Regions from separate parts of the Mus musculus genome. Here all the other regions are linked to region 2. The links are chromatin contacts, called in public ChIA-PET and HiChIP or PLAC-seq maps. All regions are on one chromosome and are shown on one strand. The core of a region is the stretch at or near the end of the contact, and the rest is flanking DNA. Distances in the headings are between cores, read along the strand shown.

What was found. ChIA-PET counts read pairs in DNA pulled down with a chosen protein or histone mark. HiChIP or PLAC-seq counts read pairs in DNA pulled down with a chosen protein or histone mark.
Region 1: a contact with region 2 is called in an RNA polymerase II ChIA-PET map of memory CD8 T cells, with 186 read pairs. The contact joins the enhancer-like site here to the promoter of Prkce in region 2. A contact is called at or near these places in 9 of 39 promoter capture datasets (the 3T3-L1 cell line, the C10 cell line, cranial neural crest and 5 more), 13 of 484 Hi-C or Micro-C datasets (CD8 T cells, the N1E-115 cell line, bone marrow-derived macrophages and 8 more), 26 of 115 datasets of contacts at active chromatin or transcription factors (the 230-238 cell line, the HPC-7 cell line, the SCID.adh cell line and 20 more) and 3 of 9 other capture datasets (adipose tissue, liver and pancreatic islet).
Region 3: an H3K27ac HiChIP or PLAC-seq map of hepatocytes shows a contact between it and region 2, with 4 times the contacts expected there. The contact joins the enhancer-like site here to the promoter of Prkce in region 2. A contact is called at or near these places in 3 of 39 promoter capture datasets (the 3T3-L1 cell line, hippocampal neurons and liver), 2 of 15 datasets of contacts at CTCF or cohesin (the NIH/3T3 cell line and pro-B cells), 7 of 484 Hi-C or Micro-C datasets (3T3-L1-derived adipocytes, Sertoli cells, bone marrow-derived macrophages and 4 more), 22 of 115 datasets of contacts at active chromatin or transcription factors (the 230-238 cell line, SST interneurons, bone marrow-derived macrophages and 16 more) and 3 of 9 other capture datasets (adipose tissue, embryonic stem cells and liver).
Region 4: an H3K4me3 HiChIP or PLAC-seq map of pro-B cells shows a contact between it and region 2, with 3 times the contacts expected there. The contact joins the enhancer-like site here to the promoter of Prkce in region 2. A contact is called at or near these places in 18 of 39 promoter capture datasets (the 3T3-L1 cell line, the C10 cell line, the HPC-7 cell line and 13 more), 2 of 15 datasets of contacts at CTCF or cohesin (large pre-B cells and pro-B cells), 16 of 484 Hi-C or Micro-C datasets (B cells, the N1E-115 cell line, bone marrow-derived macrophages and 10 more), 24 of 115 datasets of contacts at active chromatin or transcription factors (the 230-238 cell line, SST interneurons, VIP interneurons and 17 more) and 3 of 9 other capture datasets (adipose tissue, liver and pancreatic islet).

Annotation. Positions count from the first base shown.
Region 1 is chr17:86,321,966-86,325,121 of GRCm38.p6, forward strand. The region is part of intron 1 of Prkce (protein kinase C, epsilon); the gene reads left to right. Among named protein-coding and RNA genes, the nearest start is that of 2010106C02Rik, 36 kb to the left of the region's middle. Within about 2 kb of position 1,621, at least 72 of the 459 cell types and tissues checked have an H3K27ac peak or open chromatin away from gene starts, as enhancers often do. A contact at or near this core is called in CD8 T cells, the HPC-7 cell line, the N1E-115 cell line and 6 more, where this site is marked.
Region 2 is chr17:86,166,396-86,169,412 of GRCm38.p6, forward strand. It overlaps Prkce (protein kinase C, epsilon), which reads left to right and starts at 1,390. Exons shown (of 15, transcript NM_011104.3): 1 at 1,390-2,545. The coding sequence starts at 2,198. Gm5817 (predicted gene 5817) reads right to left here and starts at 1,090. Exons shown (of 2, transcript NR_165800.1): 1 at 66-1,090.
Region 3 is chr17:86,413,531-86,416,278 of GRCm38.p6, forward strand. The region is part of intron 2 of Prkce (protein kinase C, epsilon); the gene reads left to right. Among named protein-coding and RNA genes, the nearest start is that of Gm30284, 30 kb to the right of the region's middle. Within about 2 kb of position 1,286, at least 6 of the 459 cell types and tissues checked have an H3K27ac peak or open chromatin away from gene starts, as enhancers often do. A contact at or near this core is called in hepatocytes and liver, where this site is marked.
Region 4 is chr17:86,380,225-86,383,132 of GRCm38.p6, forward strand. All of the region lies in intron 2 of Prkce (protein kinase C, epsilon), which reads left to right. Among named protein-coding and RNA genes, the nearest start is that of Gm30284, 63 kb to the right of the region's middle. Within about 2 kb of position 1,432, at least 14 of the 459 cell types and tissues checked have an H3K27ac peak or open chromatin away from gene starts, as enhancers often do. A contact at or near this core is called in pre-B cells, pro-B cells and uterus, where this site is marked.

The DNA of each region.
Region 1 (3,156 bases), core at 371-2,870, 160 kb after region 2:
TATATATATATATATATATATATATATATATATATATATATATATATATATATATTTTTTTTTTTTTTTTTTTCTGACAGGAGGATGTCCAAGATCAATACACACCAAAACTCACATACAAAGGAGTATATATAGCAGACTGTTTTAAAAAGAGATGAATATGCTTATTAATATGTAGATTTTCACTGAAAATTAAGAAAAACAAAGAATAACCCTGGAGTAAGTGAGGCTCAAGAAGGGAGGAGATTGTCTGATCTCACACCAAAACTGTTTCATGTTCTCTATGAATTGTGATCTTGCTCCAGTGTTCTCAGATGTTGATAAAGTAGAATGAACTAAAAGTTACCATCTACATGTGACTGAGGAGAATTAGAATTGGCCTGAGCCTGGAGAAGGACGTAGAGCTTCTAAATTGTTAAAAAACAGATTGACCAATAACAGGGAAGAGGGGTGTGGATTCTTAGAATAACAGCCTATGGGAAGGCTTCTGTGATTCCTGAATTTCAAGCCACATTTATCTACCCTTGACAATATCCTTTTTAAGTGTATCTCTGTGTGTGTGTGTGTGCATAGGCATGTGTGTGTGTGTGTATGGATGTACACATGTGGAGGCTGATGCTGAGTGTCTCCTTTGATCCCTTGCCACTTTGTTTTTTGAGATGGAAGCCTGCTGAACCTATCTTGTCAGGAAGCCAAGAGCGTCCTCCCAGCTCCGCAGCTCTGGTGTTGAGAGTGAGATGTGTGCCATCATCCGCAGCTGTCATGTGAACTCATCCCCGTGCCCGTGCAAAAGGATGCCACCAACTCCACCATTCTCCAAACTTCGTAATAGTATCTCCAGGCATTTAAATACAAACTCAACATTTACGGGGACTATTACAGATAAAGCTCACACCTCCACAATGCAGCTTCTTCTCATTTATTTATTTAATTTATTTGCTCATTCATTTCTTCATTCTCCCATTAAGACTCGTCTGGTGACTCAGCCACGGGGACAATCTTAATACGATTTGTAGTCATTTCCTATTACAGTAGGAAGAAAGGGAACCCGAGAGAGCTGCAGACTGAGGTGTGGCCTCAGCCTCCACCCTGAGCAACAGTGTGACCAAGTGTGTCCTACCAGCACAGAGGAAAGAGTCTACATTTGTAAAGGAGGTTAAGAACACTTGTTCTGCTTGCCCTATAGGAATATCTGCGGCAAGGCATAGAGAGGTGATCAGGTGTCAGGGCTTGTGAAAGATGCAAAGCCTTATTCACATACAGAGGGAAGGCTGTTTCCCCCTCAGACAGATGAGGCCCTCTTGAGGGGAAACTCAATCCTGGCAGCAGAAGGGAGGTTTGAAATGGAAAGTAGAAATTGGAATTGTTGTTGATGTTGACCTCTGAAGGTGATTTAGGGAGCACTGGGTATGGTAGACCACACAGGAAGCCAAAGAATATGGTGGTGAAGAGCAGTGAAGAGCTGAAGCCTGCGGTTGTGACTGTCCTCCCACCCCCAGGGGGCCCTGGGGCATGGCCACACTCCCTGTGCCTCAAGTCCTCTCCTGTAAACACTCTGTCCTCACAACAAAGAGGCAGTACCTCGTTGTTGTGAGGATTAAATGAGTTAGTGGCTGTAAACCACTCCTGAGGTCAACACCTCGCACAGAGGAGCTGCCAGGAAGTCATAGAAACAGTGTCTAGTCGGTAGGTTGTGTGAGTTAAATGTGCCACAGAGCTTTAAAGTGCACAGCATGGGAACTGCCACCCAGCTAGGTGGTGTCCCAGGAGAACAGGTAGAATAGCCAAGCCTTCTTCTCTGTCCTGGTCTAACCTGCAGTTTAATGGTAGAAAGAGTCCTGTGAACCCACATGCTATCGAGCATTAGAACCCCGAGCAAATACATCAACGTGGAGTGGGCATGTTAGAGTTTTGGAGCCTTGTCAGTATGGCAGGAACCTTCTTAAGGAACCTTCCTAGCTTGGTTTTAAACACACACACATACACACATACACACACACACACACAATTGGAAAAAAAATGGCTGCTGAAGTTCCACTGTGAGGGTTCCTGGCTCAGCTAGCAGCCTAGGAATGAGCCTTGTTTGAGCTGGGGTTGATATGCGTTTATAATTGGGTTCCAGGATTCAGGACTCCAGGGAATTCTGCATGACCTCACCACCGTTCTAACCAGCAGCCAGGAAGGCAAACACCTACCTTCTGCATTTATCTAACTGGACTCTGAGGCTCAGCTGCCTTTCCAAGGAGCTGGGATGGGCTAGTTTTGCCAGGGCCTTCCTGGCTATGATTTTTTGGGGGGTGGGGTGGGGTGGGTTGGGGTCCTTAAAGTGAGCACATTAGCAGGGCAGGGCAAGCCCGGGGTTAATGACTGCAGGCAGATGGCTCTTCCATTGCAACTCTCTGGGAAGAAGCAGATGCAGATGCTAATGAAGGCCCATATTTCTGAGCAGTGATGACACAGACAGATTCGTTCCACTTTCTCTTTCTAGCCCTGTGCCCAGCCCTTTAATGGACAGTGTGGCCCCATGAGACTATACAGCTGGAAGAAACCTTAGGATCATCTCTCCCCCTTCCCACAAAGAAAATAGAGGTTCAGAGAGGGTCAGAGAGGCTGCCCCAAGACTCAAGTTCCGGTCCTAAATGTCACACATGACAGCTGGAGGCGGACTGGGCCTAATGGGCACTTCATCATGGCCTATCCTAAATCTCCTTTTCACAATACAAATAACGTATGGGACATTTATCAGGGCCCACTCAGAGGGAATAAAAACACCCGACAGCACCGTGTTCTAGAATGCCCGCGTGGGTTTGCAGAGTGAACACAGCCACCTCTGAGATTAGCTGTGTGTTTGTGAAATCTAAACCTTCAGGAACATGTACAATAAATTAAAACCCAAGTAGAGCGTGCGTGTGTTCAACATGAGTCATGAATACACTTCTATCAGGGAGCAGAGCCCGCCTGGGGCAGGGTGATCAGAGAAGGACCTGTAGTGGAAATGAGGAAAGGGAAGCGGGTGGCTGGGTGGACTCCAAGCTACAGTGTTCTAGAGGACAATCGCCTCCAGCCATTGTGTGAAGCTTGCTCCAGCTGGCACCCCAGCAAAGACTGTGAGGCCTGGAAGAGAAGCATGTCAAGAGCCCTCTTGCTCCAACACAC
Region 2 (3,017 bases), core at 140-2,639:
ACACTTATCAGAGTCGCCAGATAAACACTTAGCTTTTCACCATCCGAACGAACAGCCGGACTTGCCTTGGCACTCGGGTGAGGGCGGAGGTTTTCTTTTTCCACTCACACGGCGGAGAGCTGCGGGACGAACCCCTTCCCGGGCGCAGGCTGGAAGTTCCCGCTGCGCGGCGCCCGGGGCCTGGCGCGCCCCGCCCGGCGCTCCCAGGTTCCCAGTCCCCCTCGGCACAGAGCCATTCCCTGCCGCCCGCCTTCCCGGTCCTGGTCCCTGGCCCAGGAAATTCTTCCCCAGCAGCCCAGGGCTCGCCTCACGTGACCAGCCGCCGTCGCGGCTGCTTCCAGAGAGTTTAAAGGTTACCGAGGAAATTAGTATGGATACAGCCACTGGACCCCAGGAGGACGCATCGGGCTTTCCCGCAGCCCGAACGCCGGTTGTCAGGGCGCGGATCAAGCCTTGTCCTCTTAAGGGGCACACACAAGGTCCCGCATAAGTAGGAGGAGTCACTTTGAGAAATAAACAGACATTCGAACCAGGCCGGGCCCAGGTTCTACTAGTCTTCCACAAGTTCTCGCAACCCAATCAGGCCCAGAACAAATCCCCAGAGGGGAGAGTCTCCTCAAGGGGGAAAAAAAGAGGGTTTCAAAACTCACACCCAGCCGAAGGGCTCAGCAGTCCGGGTGTCCCCTCCCCCATCGCGGCACAGTAGAGAATCCCAGGGCAGAGTGACAAATAGGCCAGCTCTCCGCGGGCGACTGGTGACCGCCGCAGTCCAGGCAGAGTGGGGGAAGGTGATTAGTCTTCTTGGACATTGCGACCCCCTCCATTCCACCAGGCCCAGTTTTAAGTGATAGTGTTGGCCGCAGGGTGCGAGAGAAAAGCGCGGCCCGCTGCTCTCCGGGTCCAGACCCCGCTCTCCTGGTGCAGATCCGAGGAGCACAGACTCGGCCTGCGACAGTCGCTCCCGCACCTCCGCGACGCCACACTCCTGGGTTCCGCGCGGAGTCCTTCCTCAGCTCCCCCGCGCGCCACGGCAAACGGACCCGGCCGGCCCGCTCCTGCTCTTTTCTGCTCGGCTCACTTTTCCCGTATTGCTCCCCCAACCGGCAAAACTTTCTATTTCCCCAAACAGTGGCGCGCGCGCGCGCGCGTGCACACACACACACACACACACACACACACACACACACACACACTCACACACACTGACGTCTTTTGCGCATTTCCTGCATTAGAGGGAGGGAGAATCGCTCGCACAGCGATCGAGGGAAGCAGATCGCGGGCTGAGCGCTCTGGCGGGCGGCGAGCCGGCGGCAGCCGAGAGCGCGGACGCGGGGAGCGCGGCGGGCGGGCGGGCGCCGGCGGGCGGGAGGAGGGGCCGCGCGGAGTCGCAGTCCCTGCCCGGCCGCCGCGCTGCGCACCGCCGGGTGCCGGCCTGCGCCCCGAACCCAAGTGGCGGCCACCTCTACCTCCCAAGCCCGCGCGGATGTGAGATCCCAGGCACCGGGCGCCTCGCGATCGCCGGCTACGGCGCGACTCTGCTTAACCCGGGAGGTGACGGCGGGGCTGATCGTGCGGCTTGTGGATTTTTTAAAAATTTGGCTCCGGGGAGGACCATTTCCTCTCGACATGCATCCCTCCGGATAGACTGCACATCCCTCAGTCCACCCTCCGCCCCGCGCCGTCCGAGGCAGGCGCTGGGTGGGCGAAGAGGATCCGGGTTGAAATCTGTGCCCCCGGTTCTCGTCCCCGCCCCGTCCCGCCGCCCCCTCCCCCTCCGGGAGTCGAAATTGCCCGGGGATTATGTTTCGGAAAGGTAGGTGAGCGCCGGGCGCGGCGCCTGCTTCTCCGCACACGGACCCGAAGAACCAGCGAGGCGGCGAGGCAGCCCCCGCGGCTTGCAGCGGAGGCGACAGCTCGTCTCCTGCCGTGGAGGTGTCGCCGGTGGTGGGGGGGAGAGACTTGCTCCAAAAAAACGGACGTCTCCAGCTCTCCCCCCTCCCTGTTTTCCGTTAGGAATCCGGCGAGGAAATACATGCACTCGCTGAGAATCGGCGGCGCCAGGAGGCAGCGCCACAAGGTGTAGCGAGTGAGTGGGGTGGGGCAAGAGGGGACCCAGGAGTCCCCCAGGCTCCCGGCGCGCCTGCTCCTGCTCTTCAATCCTGCCCTCGGGGCGGACGGAGTGACCCCCGCCCCGACCATGGTAGTGTTCAATGGCCTTCTTAAGATCAAAATCTGCGAGGCGGTGAGCTTGAAGCCCACAGCCTGGTCGCTGCGCCATGCGGTGGGACCCCGGCCACAGACGTTCCTTTTGGACCCCTACATTGCCCTTAACGTGGACGACTCGCGCATCGGCCAAACAGCCACCAAGCAAAAGACCAACAGCCCGGCCTGGCACGATGAGTTCGTCACCGATGTGTGCAATGGGCGCAAGATCGAGCTGGCTGTCTTTCACGACGCTCCTATCGGCTACGACGACTTCGTGGCCAACTGCACCATCCAGTTCGAGGAGCTGCTGCAGAATGGGAGCCGTCACTTCGAGGACTGGGTGAGTCGGTCCTCCACGTCCGGGAGTCCCGGGTCCCAGGGAAAGACTTGCTGCCTGAGCATTGGTCCTGGGGCTCTGGGCTGTCTGTGTGTGCATGTGCGGCTCAGTTTTCTTGAAGAGGCACGTTTTATTTCCTAGCTGAAGAGACATATACAGTAGGGTATGAAAGACGAGATTTGACAGATGGGCACTATCCCTTGCCCCCCCCCCCGTGCCCTCCCAACAGTGGGCAGTACAGGTGGCTTGCAAGTTGGGAGAGAACCCGGAATGCAGGTGCATAGGTTGGTGGAAGGAATCTGCAAGTCCCTGGTGGACTTGGCTGAGCGACTGTGTGTGGGTGGGTCTCTCTGTCCTTGGAGAGACACGTGGAGCTCAGACTGGAGGGTTTTTGTGCCTCCTGGCTTTATCCTGGGTAGCCTAGTGAGTAGTTTTATAAAGCCGTCTTTCTGGTAGGAAGCCCCCTCTTCCTAAA
Region 3 (2,748 bases), core at 36-2,535, 250 kb after region 2:
ATTTGTTGTTTCCAATTTCTCTCCATCTCCTTCAGTTTCCTAGGCTGATACTGATGGAGCTACTTTCTGGGCACTGGATGAAGGGAAATAAATGAATAAAGTAACCCTTCAGTGCTGAGAAGAAATAATGCCAAAGAGGGGCAGCCAGGCCCAGGGCTGTGTGGAGGAAGAGCAGTCTGGGAGCTAGGTATTGTTAGCCCCACATAAGAAAGTGGGGTGAAGCAACAGTGTCAACCAGACAGACCCTCCCTCCCCAGAGCTCCCAGGGACTGGACCATCAACCAAAGAGTACACATGGAGGGACCCATGGCTCCAGCCCCATATGTGGCAGAGGATGGCCTTGTTGGACATCAGTGGGAGGAGCGGCCCTTGGGCCTGAGGGTGTTCGATGCCCCAGTGTAGGGAAATGCCAGGGCAGGAAGACAGGAGGAGGTGGATGGGGGAGCACACTCATAGAGGCAGAGAGGGGGGATAGGATAGGGGGTTTCTGAAGGGGAGACCTAGATAGGGGAAAACAAATATCCAAGAAAAGAAAAGAAAAGAAAAGAAAAGAAGAGAAAAGAAAAGGAAAGGAAAGAAAAGAAAAGAAAGGAAAAGAAAAGAAAGTGAGATGAAGTGAAGTGACCAGTTCTTCCCCTCACTCCAGTGTACCTGGGATGTCACTTTCCTCCATGTTCCAGGAGCAGGGTTGTCATAGCTCATCAGAGCCAAGGCAGGTGGAGAGTCACCGTAGCTCTTGGCTACCAGGGCATCGTTCCTTCTCAAATGCACATGTGTATCCACTTGACCTTCAAGGGCAATAATGTGTGTGTGTGTGTGTGTGTGTGTGTGTGTGCGCGCAAGGATATGCGCGCGCACACACACACACTCGCGCATATCCTTGGCCACAGGTCCCACTCTTTTAACAGCTTCTTTTGTTGCTGGTGCTGCTCTCTGTGAACCTGGCCCAATTCTCCAACGTCTAGAGGACAAATTGGTACGGACAATCTGTCTCTCCCACTAAGTGTGATCACCATTCCTATAGGATGTCTCTGCTTTTCTTCTCAGATTCCCAGGTTTTTCAGCAGTAGACAGACTGGGGGTGAGTGGGGAGACAAGCTGGGGCTAATGATATCTCACCGGAGTAGCTGGAAGGGCCTCTCCGTGACATTGCTTCATCTTTTAGATGTAGGGAGAATTAGCCCCTGGGGTGAGCAGAAACACAGCAAGAGGAAAGCAGGCGGCTGTGTGGCAGGGAGACTCCTTCCTGATCAGTGTTCATCTGCTCGGGCAGCTTCTACTTAGACTCTGATCTCTGTGTCCAATCGATTGGCCACTCTTTGTGCCACGTAAACATGCGTGACTGAGCCTTGACCTTGAAGCCAGCCGGCCATGGAGACTTCTGTCTTTTACTGTCTTTTTGAACCTAGGAAAAAAAGAATGGTGGGTAGAAAACAGCTTAAAATAATGTTACCATCAGGAACCTACCTCTTTGCATTAAATTCTGCACTTATTAATAATAAAATGGTGCCCTACCCATCATTTGTGGATTGTTTGATGTTTTGCAAAGCACTTACATAGTCATTATCTTATTTGATTCTCAAAAAATACAATTATGGAGATAAAAGATTATTGTTTCCAGGAAACTGAGTCTCAGGCTGGCTTATGCACTAGCCAGAGATCACAAGGTAGCAGGCAAGAGACCTGGGATGCCTGCTCTTTCTTCTTACTAGAGTTAATATTGACAGCTTGATAGGCTTGTCCACAGAGCAGCAATATTTGCCTGGTTCTAGACACTATGACGTAATGTTAAGATGCTTAAGGTGTGGTCAGTCTATAAATAGCTGGATGTCATGATCAAGGTAATCTTGAGGATGGTTCCATTGCTCTTAAATACATGGTTAGGAAAGCTCCAACCTGCTGAAGGGGTCTGAAGCCCCATAGGAGGAACATCAATATGAACTAACCAGTACCCACAGAGCTCCTTGGAACTAAACCACCAATCAAAGAAAACACATGGTGGGACTCATGGCTCTAGCTATATATGTAGCAGAGGATGGCCTAGTCGGTCATCAATGGGAGGAGAGGCCCTTGGTCCTGTGAAGGTTCTATGCCCCAGTATAGAGGACTGCCAGGGCCAGGAATGGGAGTGGGTGAGTTGAGGAGCAGGGGGGCGGATTTTCAGGGGGGAAACTAGGAAAGGGGATAACATTTGAAATGTAAATAAAGAAAATATATAATGATAATAATAATAATAATAAAAGAATGTTCCAACATTTCAAAGGAGGTTAAAATAGCAAAACCAATGAAAGTCAGCAAGAACAAACCTAGGCAAATGAACTAGAATGTGTGCTTTACTCATCCTCTGCCTCTTCTGTCTTCCCTGCCTCCCTCTCTATTTCTCTCTCTCTCTCTACACACACACACACACACACACACACACACACATGCGCGCGTGCAACTTACATTTTCCTGTAAGGTTCGCATCTCGTTCTGAGATAGGTCGTCCAGGGAGGAGTCCGTAGGACAGTGTTTGTGGGACTTGCTCTGTGAGTGTCAGCCCTACCTGTCTCCCACCTTTGGACAGGTTTCCCAAGCCACTGCCTGTGACAAGGTGAGACAGACAACATAACCAACCACAACTTAATTCTCCTCAAACCTGATTTAGGCTCTAATTCTACATGCTGCTTGGGGTTGCCATGGAGACCGTCTGCTGCACTTTCCCTTAAATAGAATCAGAATCACACTTCTGCCTGTGTGCAAGGTAGA
Region 4 (2,908 bases), core at 182-2,681, 210 kb after region 2:
GAAAATCTGGAGGTGGTGAAGTTAATCATGCAGGTGTGAAAGACAGCTCGGACAGAGAAGACAGGAGTGCAAAGGCCCTGCACATGAGAAAGCCAGCGTGGGCCAAGAAGGAGAAGAATCTAGGGCAGGAGCAGAGAGCCAGCTCAGTGGGACACTGAGTACCATCACACTGAGGGTCACACTGAGGATCTGGCCTTGACCCCAAGGAAAGGTGGGAGCCACAGTTGGGCTCTGGGCAGAGGGATGGCCTGACCTGAGGTCTGATGTGGCCTTTCTGGCTTCATTGTTAAGAACGGATAGTAAGAAACAGTGACAGTACAAGGGAGGAACGGAGGACCAAGAGCTGAGCCACGCTGTGATGACAGCAGCCAGATCAGGGTGGTAGAAGAAGTAGACTTTGGATATTTTGAGTCATGTACAGTCAGAGTGTGTTGACATGCCGTAAGTGGATTGGGGGACGTAGGGAAGAGTCGGCGATGACCCCAAAGGGCTTCTTCCTAGCAACCAGAAGGACGGGATCATGATGACACATGGCAAGGACTTCAAGAGCATAGGGTCGATTTTTTAGTTCCATTTTGAACTTGTCTAACTTGATGTCTAGGTGATCTTGGGCATGTTCTGTGTCGGAGCTGGTAGTTCACGGTGGAAATGCTGAGGACTCATAAGGGCACGGGTCGTCTGTGGTGCTGTGAGTCTGGAGAGGAAGCTCAATGTCTGGGAGCTGGGGGTAGTTTTAGGAACATCATCCTGCTAGCCCACCATCTTCTAAAAGGGAAATTCAAGTTTATGGAAGTAGGATCAGACTCTTCAATGAATTAGAACCCAGCTCTGCCAATGTTCACCCAGACATCCCATTTTTATTTTGCTGTTTATTAACAAGACAAGGCCTTCCGTGTAGCTCAGGCTAGCCCCGAAACTGCTACCTTCTGTGGAACCTTCTGTGGAATGCTGGCATTACAGACATGAGACACCACACTCAGATCCGGACATTCTTCTTCATAGTTTTATAATGCTGTAAAATGGGTACAGTCCCCTGGGACTCACACGATGATTCAACTGCCTTATTGTGCTTCCTCGGCTCCAGCTCCACTTCCAAATGCCACTCAAGAATGCTGTGGACGTTGGGCAGTCTGCTGCTCGTTAGTAAAAAAGGCAAGAGGAGAAACTGAAGCACTTAGAAATGTTTATGGCCATTTGCCACAGCCACAGTGCCCAAGGGCAACAATGGTTAGATTCATCTTGATGAGCAACGTAAGGAAAAATAGCTATGATGGTTGTCGCATAGGTGGCTCACCTATGGCGTGAGATACGCATGAAAGGTGCAGGCGACTGTGTAGGAGGATCATGCAAACACAGGTCCATTACAACAGACAGCTTGAGAGGCACTGCAGCGTGATGCCCCTGAGGTTAGCCCTCGGGAATCCCTGTCTCCCCCTGAGACTGGAAGCTTCGTTTTGCTCATGTGAGCCCTCGTCATTCTGGGCCAGCCTTCTTCCCCCTTCCACCTGGAGGCTGGGACTCCCCTCCCATGAGACACCCTCCATTTCCTCTTTGAGAGTTATTTTCCCAATCACTCCAGGCTATAAACTCTAGGGCCTATCTGGGGGATTGTAGCTCAGTGATGGAGCATTTGACTAGGATGCATGAGGTTCTAGACTCAATCCCTGCTAGCATGTTCCCCCACCCCAGTGCAGAAATAAATAAAAAATGAAGAATGTGGACTAGAATTGCTTAGCAGGTGATCAAGAACTCCAAAATGTGAGTCTCTCATCCAGGCCTTGTGGGTCGCCAAGATTTATTTTGCATTTTGTTTCAGTTGGACTCAGAGCTGTCCTATAAGGGAGTTTTGTAGGGCAGAGATGTTGGACAAATACCATTGCCACACTGCTGTCAATCATCTGTCACTGTGAAATGGACCAATGTTCCCCAGTTCATGGTATGGTTGGGTGGTTTGGTGAGCTGGTGATTCGCACCCAGCAGAGGATTTGGTATGGAAGCCTGAGCAAAACAGCTCTGTAAAAGCCACACCATGCAGGCGACTTCCACTTCTGAATCCAGACTTGCTCCCAACCTACAGCTCTCAACTCCTTCAGAGACTTGTGGCAGTCTCTTTCTCTCAACCATCTTTTTAGTCAGCGTGCAGGATCTCAAGTGACTGGACCCACGTCCACTGTTTCCACCAACCTCCTGGAAAGTTTCATTCTTTGCTGGTGGTAAGAGGGGGGCTGCCCTAGGGCTCCTGTAATTATTTGGTGTGCCCCAAACATGCCTGTCTCCTAACCTCCCACCCTGCCATCCACATGGCCAAAGATGGAAGCAGTGCAGTTGGAAAGAGCTGCTAGTTCCTATGTACATCCTGTGGTGTGTGAGCCATGCTTCCCAAGGCTGTTCACTCAGCTGGCCACTTGCCTCTCAGCAGTTACCAGTTGCTTCTCTCTCCAGACTCCCTACTTCCTTCCTGTTCTCTCTCTCTCTCTCTCTCTCTCTCTCTCTCTCTCTCTCTTTTGTCTCTCTCTCTCTGTGTCTCTCTGTCTCTCTCTCTCTGTCTTTCTCTGTCTCTCTCTGTCTCTGTCTCTCTCTCTGTCTCTCTCTCTCCTTCTCTGCCTTGGATCATAGGAAGAATAATATGACAAGTGTGAATAGAGGTGTAGCCTTAGGGTGAGTCAAATATTTAACTCAGGTGCAGCCCGGGTCTTTTTTTTTTTTTTTTTTTTAATTAAAATACCATTTAACCCGCCCCCCCCCCCATTCCTTTCAGGATTTAAATTCCTACTGATTAACTACAGCTGGTGGCTTGTAGCTCCAGCAAGATGCATACATACCACTGTTTACAGAGAGGATTCTGTAAACTTTCTGCCTGCTGCTAGCACTAGGTCTCAGATTTCAAAATATGCCACTAAACAGATGG